2 separate regions of the Triticum aestivum genome follow, and region 1 is linked to region 2. Evidence: chromatin contacts called from public Hi-C data. All regions are on one chromosome and are shown on one strand. Each heading gives the region's core, a stretch centred on a gene start, on an enhancer-like site or on the middle of the called end of the contact. The rest is flanking DNA. Distances are from core to core; before and after follow the strand shown.

Region 1 (7,332 bases), core at 4,831-7,330, 440 kb after region 2:
GTATGGATTATTTTATTTGTAGAGTTGTGTTGTGATATCTTCCCGTGAGTCCCTGGTCTTGATCGTACATGTTTGCGTGTATGATTAGTGTACGGTCAAATCGGGGGCATCACAAGTTAGTGCCAACAATCTAGCAAATACTTCACCATTCTGATTTTTGAACAACTTATAGTTGCAGTCAAATGACTCATCGGAAGAATGAGGAGATTCACATGTAAAGCTAGATAGAGTAGATAGATCTACTGGAGGTCCCTTTGCAGCAACCCATGAGGTTTTGGGGTACTGCTCAGGCTTCCAGTATGTTCCATCAGCATTGAGTTTCTCTCAAAGGCAATACCCTCTTTCCTAGGGTTCCTATTGAGGATCTGCTTTTTAAGCACATCACAAGAGCCTGATGCCCTTTGAGGCTTTTGTACATGCATGTCATATACAATTCCTTCAGCCCAGCATTGTCAGTGATACTAGCAATGTCCTCAGATGAGCAATTAGTGATAGCAGAGACAGGTGAAGAATTTATAGCAGTAGAAGCATTTGAACTTTCAGGTGAAGAATTAGCAGATTCACGTTCAATGCACTTCAAACATGGAGGAATAAATTCTTCCTAAGTAGTGCTGATTTGTTGAGCAAGTAATGAATCACGCTCCTTCTGAAGATCTTCATAACTCATTCTTAACTTCTTAAGATCTTGCTTTCTTTGAAGAAATTCATAAGAAAGCTTCTCATGATCAGATAAGAGAGTGTTATGATGACCTTGAAGGTTGTCCAACTTAGACTGTAGTCTCTAAAGATTTTCAGTCAAAGTTTTGGTGAGATCCATTTCTTCACCCAACATATCATCACTTTTGTCTAGCATGTTTTGAACCTTTTCCAAAGCTCTTTGTTGTTTGGTGGCAAGGGAAGCAAGTTTGGTGTAGCTAGGTCCAAATTCATTGCCAGATTCATCATCACTAGACTCAGACGGGTAGCATTCAATTACCATGGCACCTTTTGCCATAAGATACGGTGCAGAGGATGAAGATTCTGACTGGAAAGTCATCGCCTTGCGTGATACCATAAAATCCTCAAACCAAGGATCACGATCAGTTCTATGACCTTCATAGACCTCAGAGAGTCGATCCCAGATAAGCTTCGCATGGCTGAGATGCATAATGTTCCTGAACTGATTTTGAGACGGACAGGAGCAGATGATGTCCTTCGCCGTGAGGTTGAGAAGAGTGTACTTGCGAATGTCATCAGCCTCCGCCATCTTGCATAGATCGGTAATACCAATCTCAGTGACGGTCCACAGCTTGCTGTTCATCGCCATGAGTCACTTCTTCATCATGGCCTTCCATTTGGGATAATCGTGACCGTCAAAGATGGGGCATGACACAGTCTTCATTCCCGCGGTCGACATAACTAAAACTCCAGGCGGTTAAACCAAAATCACACAGAACAAGGGAGTACCTTGCTCTGATACCAATTGAAAGTGCGTTAAGTCGACTAAAGGGGGGTGAATAGTCGATTTTTATGAATTCTTCATTGAGGAATTTCAGGGTGAGTAAATTCGTAAGCGAATAACTACTTGCAACGGAATTAGTACCCAGATGCATAAATGACATAACATAAGCATGGACATCATGATGAAATGAAAATAGACACAGAGTACAGAAAGCATAAGCACAGGATAAAACAGGATGAAGAGAAACAGACTGGAGAAATTGAACTGAGGAAATTGAGAAAGTCTTCAGTCAAAGTCTTCAAACAGATATGAACAAGCACACAACATGGTAATGAGGAAATGAAAGGGTTGAGGAAATAGAACCAGTTAGCTCGGTGAAGACAGTGATTTGGTAGACCAGTTCCAACTGTTGTGACAGTTGTACGTCTGGTTGGAGCGGCTAGGTATTTAAATCTGAGGACACATAGTCCTAGGCACATAGTCCTCACCGTATTCTCCTTGAGCTAAGGTCACACAGATCTCGCCCAATCACTTGTGGTAAGTCTTTAGGTGACTTCCAAACATTCACAAACTCGGTCGCTCGGCGATCCACAATTTCCTCTTGGATACTCTAGACCATGATGCCTAACCGTCTGGAAGATGCACAGTCTTCAAAGGTAACAAGCGTCAGATCCACACATGATCAATCTCTTCAGTGATGCTCAATCATTTCGGGTTTGTAGGTGTTTGGGTTTGGGTTTTCCTCACTTGATGATTTTCGCTCAAAGTCCTTGGAGGATGGGATGCTCTCAATGACAAGTGCCAGTTTCTCTCGGAGCAGCCAACCAACTAGTGGTTGTAGGGGGCGGCTATTTATAGCCTAGGGAACAGCCCGACATGATAAGATATAAATGCCCTTCAATGATATGACCGTTAGCTGGGTAGATATTTTAGGACAGCTGGCTCGTAGCACAACAATGGGCGGAAATTTGAGGCTCAAATTCCTTAGGGCTATCATGTTCCTCACTTGTAGGTGATCCGCACTGGCGAATTTCTAACTCCTCAGTCAAAACAAATTCCTCAGAGACCAGAAGAACTTTGTCTCTGTCACTGAAGAAATTGACTGAACTATATGAGATTTTCAATGGATTCACTCGAAGGGATTGGTAGGTGTAGGATTTTGAGTTGAGCATCACTTGGAAACTTTTCCTCAGTTTTTCCTCGACCCCCTTTAACAGTACAGTGTTTCCTATGACTCAAGAAAGAGAAAATGAAACTACAAAAACAAAAGTCTTCACGCTTCATGTTTCTCGCATGAATACCAAGTCTTCACGGTCACACCAATTTCTTCATCTTCAAAGTCTTCAGAAATCCAAAGTCTTTAGTTGAAGACATTCATTTTTAGGGGTTGACTTTCTCTATAAATATCAAGCTCCTCATAGACTTATAGACCTGTGTACACTCACAAACGCATTAGTCCCTTAACCTATAAGTCTTCAATACATCAAAATCACTAAGGGGCACTAGATGCACTTACAGGTAACCAACCACTCTTACGAGAGAGCAACATTAATTCTTCAGTCTTAGCTACATTATGTTGTGCTTTATTTGCTCATAAGGAGTGTTGCAATTATTCCCCCGTTTACTCTTAACAGTGGAAGTGAACATATGCTCTCTCATTTTCATGGGAAACATGGTCTCAACATATTCAATAGGTTCCACTATTTTGACAGTGCTAACATAGATTTCTTTATCAATATTATTTCTTTCCCTAGAGACATCTTTAAATGGTTCATGACATTTCTCCAAGCTAGTCTTAGTAATATTTATATGAGAAGCAAAGGATTCAAAAAGATTAACAAGTTCTTCAGAATCAATACATCAGTTTCAGAAAAAAAAATCTTAATGCATTCATACTCAAAATTTCTACCTCCTTTGTTAACTTTATCCATTTTCCATGTTTCTCTATTGGAATGAACGAATAATAAGATCACAAGCTTCTTCAACAATTTTATTATTAAAGCACCCTTTAGAAGAGATATGAAGTCTTTCCCCGCCAAGAGCGGGAAGGCTTGCACAAAAGTTAGAAGCAATAGTTTTATCAAAAAGCTCATGATTGGGGAATTTGAGAAAGAGCGTCGCTAGTCTCCCCAAATCTAGATCCATGGCCAAAAGTAACATATGTAATTTATATCAACATGTATTTGATGGACAAAATAAAACTTCATACGAAATTCACCACTTAGTTCTTCCCAATTTATGACATAATGATTATCCAGAGAACGATTCCACCTCGAAGCTTCACCCTCTAATGATGGTAGACAAACTGCTACGACGACCCTTCTACATCGTATTATAGCATCATTACATATGTTAGCACATTTTGTGATGTCTCTATCTTTTGAGTAATAACAAGAATAACCTATGAATAGTAGATTCCTTGAATTTAGTTTTCATCCTATATATATGGTAAATCGCCAATGCCATCAGATTTGCATCAACCTTTTACCTAGAATCACCAAGCCACAAGTTAAGACCATGTTGTTAACTATGATTGAAATGTAATGGCTTAACTATGACGGAAATAATTTAATCATGTTTTAGTTTTGCCAAAATATAGTACAAATGCTGGTGGATATTTACACAAAAAAAGAATACGAGAAAGTAAATTATGATTCCGAAAGTCAATACAAAAATCCAAAAGAAAGGGTGGCGACGGTACTAATTTCTAAGAACTTGCTCAAATCCAAGGTCAGGTTTTCTGCTACAATGAAACGAAATCTTTGAATTTCACATTCATCGAAGACAAGACAAGGTTTCATTTCCACTCCCTTGATCTTCTAGATGAATGCCAATGTTTCTTACCACATACTTGTGGATGTAGCATGTGTGCTTAGCTTCTTAGGTCAAAATGACAAATGGCTTCGATAACATCCAACTGTATGGAACTAAGATTAGCAGGTTTCATGTAACAACATTAGCAAAGGCCTACTTGAATCTGTCACCATGATGGTAATAAACTACGCCTAGCCATTTGGCTCTTGTTTGATATTCCGTCCATCACTGTATAAAAATCCACTTCATAGTGTATCAAGTCAAAATTCTTTTATGTTTGACCAAGTTTGCAGAAAAAAATTAGTATACGAAAGGAATATCATGATATCAATCATGAAATATGTCTTCGTAAGGTTATTAATAGGATATTGTATATGTTGATAATTTTTTTCTCTACAAACTTGGTTGAACTAAAAACAGTTTGACTTAAGACTGAACTAGGTGACCTTGTATGAATTGTCAGCTGGTAGGTGGCGCCAGCGTTCTTGAGGCCCGAAGGGCGTTGTGACATAGCATAAGCGTATGTATGGTGTGACGAAGAAAGTCGCCTACTGGTGGAACTCCTTCAATCGTATATGGTGATAGCTCGAGTAGGCATCCATAAACGATAGAAGCTGACACCCTGCAGTTGAATCAATCACCTGGGTCCGTGCAGGGGGATAGGTCCTTGGGGGCACACCTTGTTAATGTCGATGTAGTCAACACACACGCGCCGAGTCTTGTTCGTCTTCGGCACCATGACGTGGTTGGCAAACCAGTTAGGGTGTGAAACATTTTGCATGAAGTATTTCTGCCCCCCATAGCCCTGCAGTACAGTTCAATGAATCGCCTGACCGGACAGACTCTTTTTCTTTTTTTTTGCGGGTGAAAAAAAATGGACAGACTCTTTTTCTAATGTTACAAGGGAGTGCTCGGCGAGACACTAGAGATGTCAGACGGTTGTCATGCGAAGATATTCCAGATACTACTGGGGGAATTAACGAGCATGCCTTTCGGACCGTTAACTAGATGGTGCCTACACAAAAGCTCATCTATCTTGCAACATAATAAAGTCATTGAAAATAAAACCACGTCTTGAGACGGCCGAAACACCATCTCGCGCTCTGCGTTTGTTGAAGCAGCCCTTGGCCCCGGCTTGAGGTGGTTTCATCCCGGGGCCAGGCGGCCGGCAACAAACCGTTGCCCCAACAGACAAGCAACGCTCTCCCCCTTTCGCTGGAAGTTGCTTTCATTTGACTTGTGCTTTTCTGGAAGTAAATTAATAATACTCCCATCTACAGTACCTCTGCATGTGCCGGCCTTGAAGGAGAGACCGCAAATAAGGTGCACCGACACGGGAGAACAAGCTCGCCGTGGACGCTGGACATGGCCACACGGCCCACGCAGGGGCCCATCCACTCCGGCGGCTCGTCCCCCTCCGCGACCACATGTGCGGGCGGGCGGGCGGGCGGAACAATGCCGCGCCCCTCCCCCTCGGAATATTCAGCTGCATATTCCGCGACGGCGACCCGCGCCGCGATTAGCAAGGCGTAATTCCACATTTACGACCCCAGAAAGCGGCCACGACTCTTTTTCCGGGAAAGCAGCAACGACTCCGGCCAGACCAAAAACACCCAAAGCTTTCTTCACTTCCCATTGTTTCCTCTTTGAAAAATGAAAAAAAGAAGAAGAAAAGAACGCGTACCATCCACGCCCCAGATGCCAGGCACCAACCAACCACACTGGACACTGCCGCCGGGCCCCGCAGCCAGCGAGCCCACCACCAATACCCTAATAATAATCAACAAGTTGGGGACGCGCAGCGCCTCCATATATTCGGGCCTCGCCGCACCCCCGTCAAATCCACGCGAACATCGCCACGCCAAGGGAGAGGAGAGCTCGGAAAGCATCGCCAGCGCCGCAGCCCCCCGCGAATCCGCGCCCGGATCTCCCGGCCCGGCGGCGATGGCGCTCTCCGACCTCTCCCGCGACTCGCTCCTCCCCAGCTTCCTCTACTCCCCGCGCTCCTTCGCCGCCGCCGCCTCCCCGCGCTTCCCCTCCTCCCCGTCGCCCTACCAGGCGCCCGCCTCGCCCGCCGCGGCCCCGGCTGCTGGCCTCGTCGGCGCTGGCGGGGTCGGGGGCGGCAGGCCCTTCTCGATCCGCGCGCCCAACGAGAAGATAGAGATGTACTCTCCCGCCTTCTACGCCGCCTGCACCGCCGGGGGGATCGCCAGCTGCGGGCTCACCCACATGGCCGTCACCCCGCTCGACCTCGTCAAGTGCAACATGCAGGTGAGGGCCTAGATCTGTGCTCCCACGCGCGTCTCGGGTTCAGTTCTCGAAGGATTCGGCGTAGATCTGGTCGGTAGGTTCGATGCGGATGCGGATTTCGATCTCCGTCATCTAGGCAGGCATTTCGCGATCTGGATGCATGAATCTGGCCAGTTTCCGTGTCTCCGACCGTGTAGTTTGGTGCTGGCAAGGATTTATGTCTTGTTCTGTTCTCCCGTATGCTTTATGTTGGCGCAGATGTGCTTGCCGTGCTTTGTTAGGAACTGGTGACTACTAGTACACGCTTGCAGTTGAGTGGACCGCAGTTCCAGTAGATGCATTTCATTGCTTGCTAAGCACAGATTAGCCCAGTTAATGTCAAGTCTATTATGTGCTTTTCTCATCGGAGTGGTACAAATTATGTTGATGAATATGTAATTCTTAGGCTTTTACTTGGTACAGTATTGTAGTAGTACAAATTATGGTGATGAATGTGCAATTCTTAGGCTTTTACTAAGATCAGTATAAAATCAGGTCTGTGCTAGTGTTAGCTCTTATGCCATTCAGGCGTGAGTTAATTTCAAGTCTATGCGTGAATGAGATGTTACTAACCTGTGATCACTTTACCTGTACTTCATGCTTTATGTTTCTAGAGTGAGGTGACTCAGGTGAAGGAAACTGCCCCAGTGTGTAATGTTGTTCCTTTAGAGTGAACCGCTCAGTCATGGAAATTCAGTCCCAACTGTAGGGCAGCAGGCCATTATCAATTTGTGTTCAGCTGCCTAAACAAGTCACATCTGACTAAAGTTCAGCAAATTGATCATCTA
Region 2 (6,631 bases), core at 2,393-4,892:
CGGCATTGGCGGGCGCCCTGGCTTCATTCCCATCGCGGGTGCTCAGCCTGGGATGGCGTGACCTGGTGGTGGTGTAGCTCGGTCTCCGGCGTTCAGGCAAAGGCCAGGGTGGTGGCGAGGTGAAGGCGCAGCCACTTAGCGGCGGTGGCGGTTTCGTGCGAGACCTAGCGGGCACTCCTTTGTAGACCCAGATCTGGGCCCTTTTGGGTGCGATCTGGATCAGGATAGGCTGATATGGGCTTCGGCGTGTCGCCTCCTGTTGGACTGACGAGCGACTCGCAATGGGGGCGATGGCGACAGTGACGCATTTGCTGCAGTGCGGCGGCGGGAGCTTCACGGGCCCAATCTGGGCCCGGCTAGGTTGTTGGCCTGGTGTGCTCCTATTGATATGTCCGGTCTACTACCGCTTGAGCCGGTGGAGGTTGTTCCCTCCCACGTGGCTACGGTACTGTCGTCCCCCGTCTACGGGTGTTTCGTCTAGGTCCGGCCGACATCGCAGCGTTTGCCATGGTGAGACGTCGACGAGGACTTTAAGACTGTGTTGGCACACACTGGTGGGCGGCAAGTATGGTGGAGCCGATGGTTGGTTCGGGGTTGTGGCCGTGTGGGGGTCGGAGAAATCCCTGTTGGATCTTGTTGGCACCGGCGCGATGACGCCAGTGGGCGTCGCCTCCCTTCTTGAAGGGCGTCGGGTGTACCCCTTCCCCCACTCCCCCGTGTACCGGGAGAAATCCTAGGATCCGTTCGGGCAACAGCGTCGATGTTGCCACAGTCCTTCTTGAATGTGTTGCTTGGCACACAGCAATTCAGAGGCATAGGAGCGTGGTGAGAATCCTTCGGAGGCCGCAACAGTTACAGGAAATCGTCACTTACATCAATTCTACACTGCCGGCATTTGTTTCTCTTGGGTTTTTTTTTGAGCTTGATTGTGGTGTTTGCCTCAGCAATGGTCTTGCAGATGTATCGGATGGTTGCTCTATTAATACAGCAGGGCGAAAGGCTGTTTAAAAAATAATTTTATATTATGAAACGAGAGGGAGTAGTGGTGTATTCTACTCTCGAAAACAAAAGTCAACCGAACCCAACCTCAGAATTCTACTAGCAACTTGGAGAGTGGCTCATCCATGACAACGAAGGGCAGTGTTGCGCGTACACGCACAGTCGCACACACGCGTGACTGACACCGAAAGCGGTCGAATAGAAGCGAATCCCAGACGTCTCGTCCGGGTACATCAATCAAGGGAGTACCTAGAACTCATCTAGATGAGACGTAATTTAGTCTCATTCACCTGGAAAATAAGAACGGATACAACCCACGTCAGCACACACGCATTTTATAGCACCACATCCAATGGCTATAAAAGATGAATGAGACCAAATTAAATCTCATTTAGATGAGTTCTAGCAAATCTGATCAATCAATCACTCCCGCAAAAAGAGAGAGTAAACCAATCAATCAAAAGTAACCACCATATATGCCCGGATCGTCGGAGCCGCCGGCAAGCAGGCCAAGTTAGTTCTTCATCTTCTTTGTGTCACACTCACGGTAGCACAGTACCTCCCTATCTTCCTCGTGCGTGAGTGAAGAGATATTCAGGACCTCCTTGGTCGATCGATCGATGGATCGACATGGTTTCTTGGAGAGATCGAGCGGGAGATGGATCAGAACGCCGAACTGATTCTGGCATGCATGTAGCCGGGACTGTCCGACAGATTCAAGCTGAAGCTTCTGTTCGCGTCGACGTTACGCGTGAAACTTACTTCTGGTATTAGCTTCGAGTGACGAGGTTCGCATATATGCTTCGTTCGGCACTCTGACGTCTCGAGGATTCTGTTACGTTTCCTTTTCGCGGATCAGCTCATGCGTCAGACTGCAGAGAGCTTTCGGCAAACGCTCCCATGTCAACCAACGTAAGCCGTCAGTGTCAAAATCCAATCTGATTCACATATTGAATATCTCAATATCTCTTGCAGAATAAAATATCTATTATCAGTTTTTTTAGAATCGAACTAGTCAGCTTTTTTGCTATTTCATACCGTATAATTTCTTTGTTTATGTGATCATTTTCTCCGAGGGTTTTCAATCAATGGAAAAGTACTCCCTCCGTATGAAAATATAATATGTTTTTTAACACGATATTGAGGGAGTACTATACAGTCGAAGGAAAAAAGTGTCACCAATGGGCAATGACAAGTGTTAGCCAAAGTGAGCAGCACACTTAGGCCGTGTATAGTGTTGGATGCTTATGCACCGGTGCTTGAAGAGAGAATGTTATTACATCAAAAAATAAAGTTTGTCTACAACGCAGAGTGCTTCACATATCTGTATGGTTTTATTTCGATGAAATGGAAGCGGGTCCGGGACAAAAGCCATTTTCCTCTAAAAAGAGTGCTTCGCATGGGTGCTTAATAGCGATTGATTGTAGCACCCGTGAAATCAGGATAACGGTTATCTCCCCTAAGCATTAGGAAGCTAAACTTTGCTTCTGATACCCCTTCCAAAGCACCTGCGCAAACCAGTGTCATAAAGAAACAACTTTTTTCCTTGAGCCACATGTGTTAGCACCGGTGTTGTATACGGGTTTAGTTTTTCTAGCTTACAACCTCTTTGATTCATTAAAAAAAAGATGAATGAGGTTGCGGGGATAAAAAATACTCCCTCTGTTCCGTAATATAAGAGCATTTTTTACACTAACGCTTTCATATTATGAGACAGAGGGTTTATATCTTTGTTGACTAATCACCATCCCAGTCCGGAATAGAGATACTGAAATGGAGAAAATACGAGGTGCTCCTGTCTCCTAAATGCTTCCATGCTACTAAGACATGGAACCCCTAAGACATGTGTCTATAGTCTATAATTTTTTAATACATATTTAAATACACATGGATAAATATTTTTTTAAAGAAAATTTAGTATGAATTAGGTATGTGAATAATATCTTCATGGTCAGACGGTATGTTTGTTTCCAACTAACTTCAGGGTTGTCACCCTGGCAAAAAAAAGAATGGTATATTTGGCTACAACGGCAGCAAAAAAAATGTTGCTTTGATGGCTGCACCATCCGCGTCACCAGCTTGAGTCATAAGCGATGGATGAACAACAAATTTAAAAGAAATAGCAACAAAAAAACTGGTTTTTTTTACAACAAACATGTTCAAGTGTTGTACATACATGCAAAAAAAATGTGATGAACTGACATTCATAACACTCGGAGAAACAAATGGTGCCCCAAAAAACTTAACAAATAACCTTTTCGGAGCACATATTTTTTTTTACACAGCACCACGAATGTCATTTTTTCACCTAAATGTATATGAATGCAGGACACTCAATTCTGTTTGGCAAAATGACTTTTCAGTATTTTTTTATTATTAAAATTTAATTTTTGCTTTTTAGGGGAAAATTTAATGTTTACTGAGCTTGGGAGCTAAAACTCCCTGTCCCCAGGCCCACTTACCATAGAGGCAGAGCCATCAGCCCATCACACAACCAGACTACTTCACCTGCACCTTCAGCCGCCCCTAAAAAAAACGTGCACCCTCAGCCGAAGTAAAGAATTTGCTCAAAAAAAAAACCGAAGTAAAGAATTCCAGATATGCCCCTAGCTTATCCCCCGTAGCACGGCCGCCAGGACTGAGCCTCCCACCCACGTCATCGCCCACCCCACACGACTGCAGCTCCCTCCCCCTCCCCAAAGCCCCGAGCCCGACACCGCGAGGCGGAGATTCCCAGATCGGCGGCGATGCCCGCGCCGGCGGCGCTAGCCCTCGCGGCGGCCCTGCTGCTCGCCGCCGCGTCCATCTGCGCGGAGGCCGTGTGGCTCGACATGCCGCAGACCGGGACCAAGTGCGTGTCGGAGGAGATCCAGGCCAACGTGGTGGTGCTCGCCGACTACGCCCTCATGTACGAGTCCCACCCCTCCGCCCACCCCACCATCGCCGTCAAGGTAATCCATCGCTGCCTACCCGCCTCGTGCTCCATACAGATAGATAGATTCCACTGCGCGATGGATTGCTTTCATTTATCTCGGATCGATAATCTGGACGAATCAAGTTGATCACGCGGTACTAGATTTGTGTGTCGGGGGGAGCAGCGGTATAGAGGTCCTGGTTTTGCTGCGGCCTGCGGCTGCCGCGGCACGCAGATTTACGGTTGATTGGAACCGGAGCTAGTGTGAATGATGTCGCAGTGCTCATATGGTTCAGTCTATTCAGATATGTTTTTCATTGTGCGATATGACGACAGTAGAATGAATGATGGTTCTAGAATATCTGGCTGCTATTTTTTAACAAGATTTGCTCGGCTCTTTAAGTCGATGACGCTGTGGTGCTCGGTCCGATGAGATCACTAGATTTCTCTGGTTAATTGAACCATGTTGATTCGGTGATTCCTTCTGTCTAAAGCCATGGTGGTTTCCTTCCAGGACATCACTCGCCGCAGCATATATATAAACCGGCTGATTCGGCTCACAGGATTCTGAATTTGCTTTTCTACCGACTTCTTTATTTATAAGATCTCATGGGTGTGAGGCGTAAAAAAGGTGACTAATAAGAATGCATCGTTGCAAAAGGAATGACAGAGCAAATTAAATAAAGGGCAGACTTAATGTGCAAGCTTGCAAACAAGTAGACACATTTGATGCTACTTTATATGGACGTATATGTCGAATCTTATAGCTTTAGTTATGTGAAGAGATTGTTTATTTCGTGATCAGATATATTGCATCCATGGCCCATTGTTTGTCACTATAACTGAAAACTATCTAGAAGCATGATCAGATGTTTTACCCATATTTTCTGCTGTGATTGGAAAATTTACTTTGATTTGTGCTACATGTTGAACAGTACTTAGTCCTGCAGCTGATGAATAAATGTTAGCTTCTTATCATTAAGAACTTGGCCAGCTTTTTTTTTTACTCATCAAGACAATTTGCAGTATAATAGTGGAAGAATTAGTCCTATAGTCCAACCGCGTGAGCTTAAGAATTTGCTTGATTTGCACTCTCCTTTGTTACAGTTCTGTAAATGCTTGTGCTTTCTGCAGGTTACTTCACCATATGGGTACACCTTACATGAAAGTGGAAACATTACAGTTGGTCAATTTGCATTCACAACCTCGGAAGCTGGAAACTTCCTTGCCTGCTTCTGGATAGATAGTGCAGAGAAAGGATCAGGCGTATCTGTAAATCTTGATTGGAAGACTGGAATTGCAACAAAGGATTGGGATGCTATCGCTAAGAAGGAAAAAATAGAGGTGAGGCTATGAATTGCCAAACCACCGATCAGTCAGGTCTCGCTGGGGTCCAGTTTCATGTATTGCTCATGTCTCTAATTGTGTGCAATATGAATATTTTTGTAGGGCGTAGAACTAGAGCTTAGGAAGCTTGAAGTGGCTGTACAGTCGATTCATCAGAACATGGTATACCTCAAAGCAAGGCAAGTCTTCCACACTTGACATAAGTTTCAGGCAATATCGTTTGTTGCTTGAACTGAGGCTTTTAACTTTCTAAAGCTTTTGGTGTATGACTGCTGTCTGCTAGAAAATGGCTAACACTTGTCCTGAAAGCGCTTGTGACGTGAAAAAAGTGCAAGACTTTTAAGTTGGCGGTACAGCCAGTGACTGCCTTGGTCTGTCCATGCAGGGAAGCGGAGATGAGGGAGGTGAGCGAGAAAACAAACGGCAGGGTTGCTTGGTTCAGCATCATGTCGCTGGGCGTCTGCGTCGTGGTGTCGGTTTTGCAGTTGTGGCACCTTCAAGGGTACTTCAGGAAAAAGAAGCTCATCTAGACTAAACCCGTTCGATGTTGCGCATTAGCCCAGATTGTTGTTCACTTTGTGGGGGGGGGGGGGGGGGGGGGGGGGGGGGAGGTAGAGTTATTTCTTCATGTTTGGTTCGAACATTTCACGCTAGTGGAGAACTCATGGCATGTACTGTACGCAATGTAATCATGATCCACTTTAGCCTTGTTGTATTATGGTTGGTTGGAGAGTGGAGGCATGCCGAAGTATACCATGTCTTGGTGTGTTCTTTCTATCTTAGCTTTGGTCTTGTCCATCTTTTGTATCATCGATACTTAGGGCATATGTACAATGGTTCTATCTTAGGAGTGTCATGTAGGATAAATGCTGGGGTGAAGGGGAGAGAGAAATCATAAGTAAATGCTTGTCTTTTTTTTATTTAAGAGATGATCTGTTAACATGTCTCACCATGTTTTTAGGAACAACTAGCTATTGAAGATAAGACTAAAAGATAATCCATTAAACTTTTTTTTTGACATCTCTAAATTACATGCTAGATTTAAGATATCTTATCAACCATTGTACGTTGCCCTTACCTCCTCTCGGCCTCTCGGTTATGACGAGTCAGACGGATTGTAATGTAAGCTGCGGAATTAGTAGCGTGGTGGCATCTTTTAACAAATTGTATTAATAGGTGATGCGGTAAGCACTCGTGTAAAGAAATCAGATTGCTGGCTTTGTAAGCACCGGCCAAATACGAGTAAGCATTTTAAATACTGTTATTATCTTATTATTCACATGAAGTCATCCTGTACGTTTATGGTAATCTTGCTCTATTTTCTATCTTTGTTTGTTTCATTCTGCTTGCTTTTTTCCAACTAACCTTGCT

What was found. A called contact is a pair of places that touch in the nucleus more often than the background predicts.
Region 1: a Hi-C map of leaf shows a contact between it and region 2, with 6 times the contacts expected there. The contact joins the promoter of LOC123128568 here to the promoter of LOC123128562 in region 2. A contact is called at or near these places in 2 of 5 Hi-C or Micro-C datasets (both in leaf).

What each region holds. Positions count from the first base shown.
Region 1 is chr6A:566,161,470-566,168,801 of IWGSC CS RefSeq v2.1, forward strand. LOC123128568 (mitochondrial phosphate carrier protein 3, mitochondrial) reads left to right here and starts at 6,081. Exons shown (of 6, transcript XM_044548605.1): 1 at 6,081-6,526. The coding sequence starts at 6,200.
Region 2 is chr6A:565,725,313-565,731,943 of IWGSC CS RefSeq v2.1, forward strand. LOC123128562 (transmembrane emp24 domain-containing protein p24delta3) reads left to right here and starts at 3,643. Exons shown (of 4, transcript XM_044548598.1): 1 at 3,643-3,950; 2 at 5,048-5,257; 3 at 5,363-5,439; 4 at 5,646-6,037. The coding sequence starts at 3,747. The coding sequence ends at 5,790. It overlaps LOC123128561, which reads left to right and starts at 6,293. Exons shown (of 6, transcript XM_044548597.1): 1 at 6,293-6,502.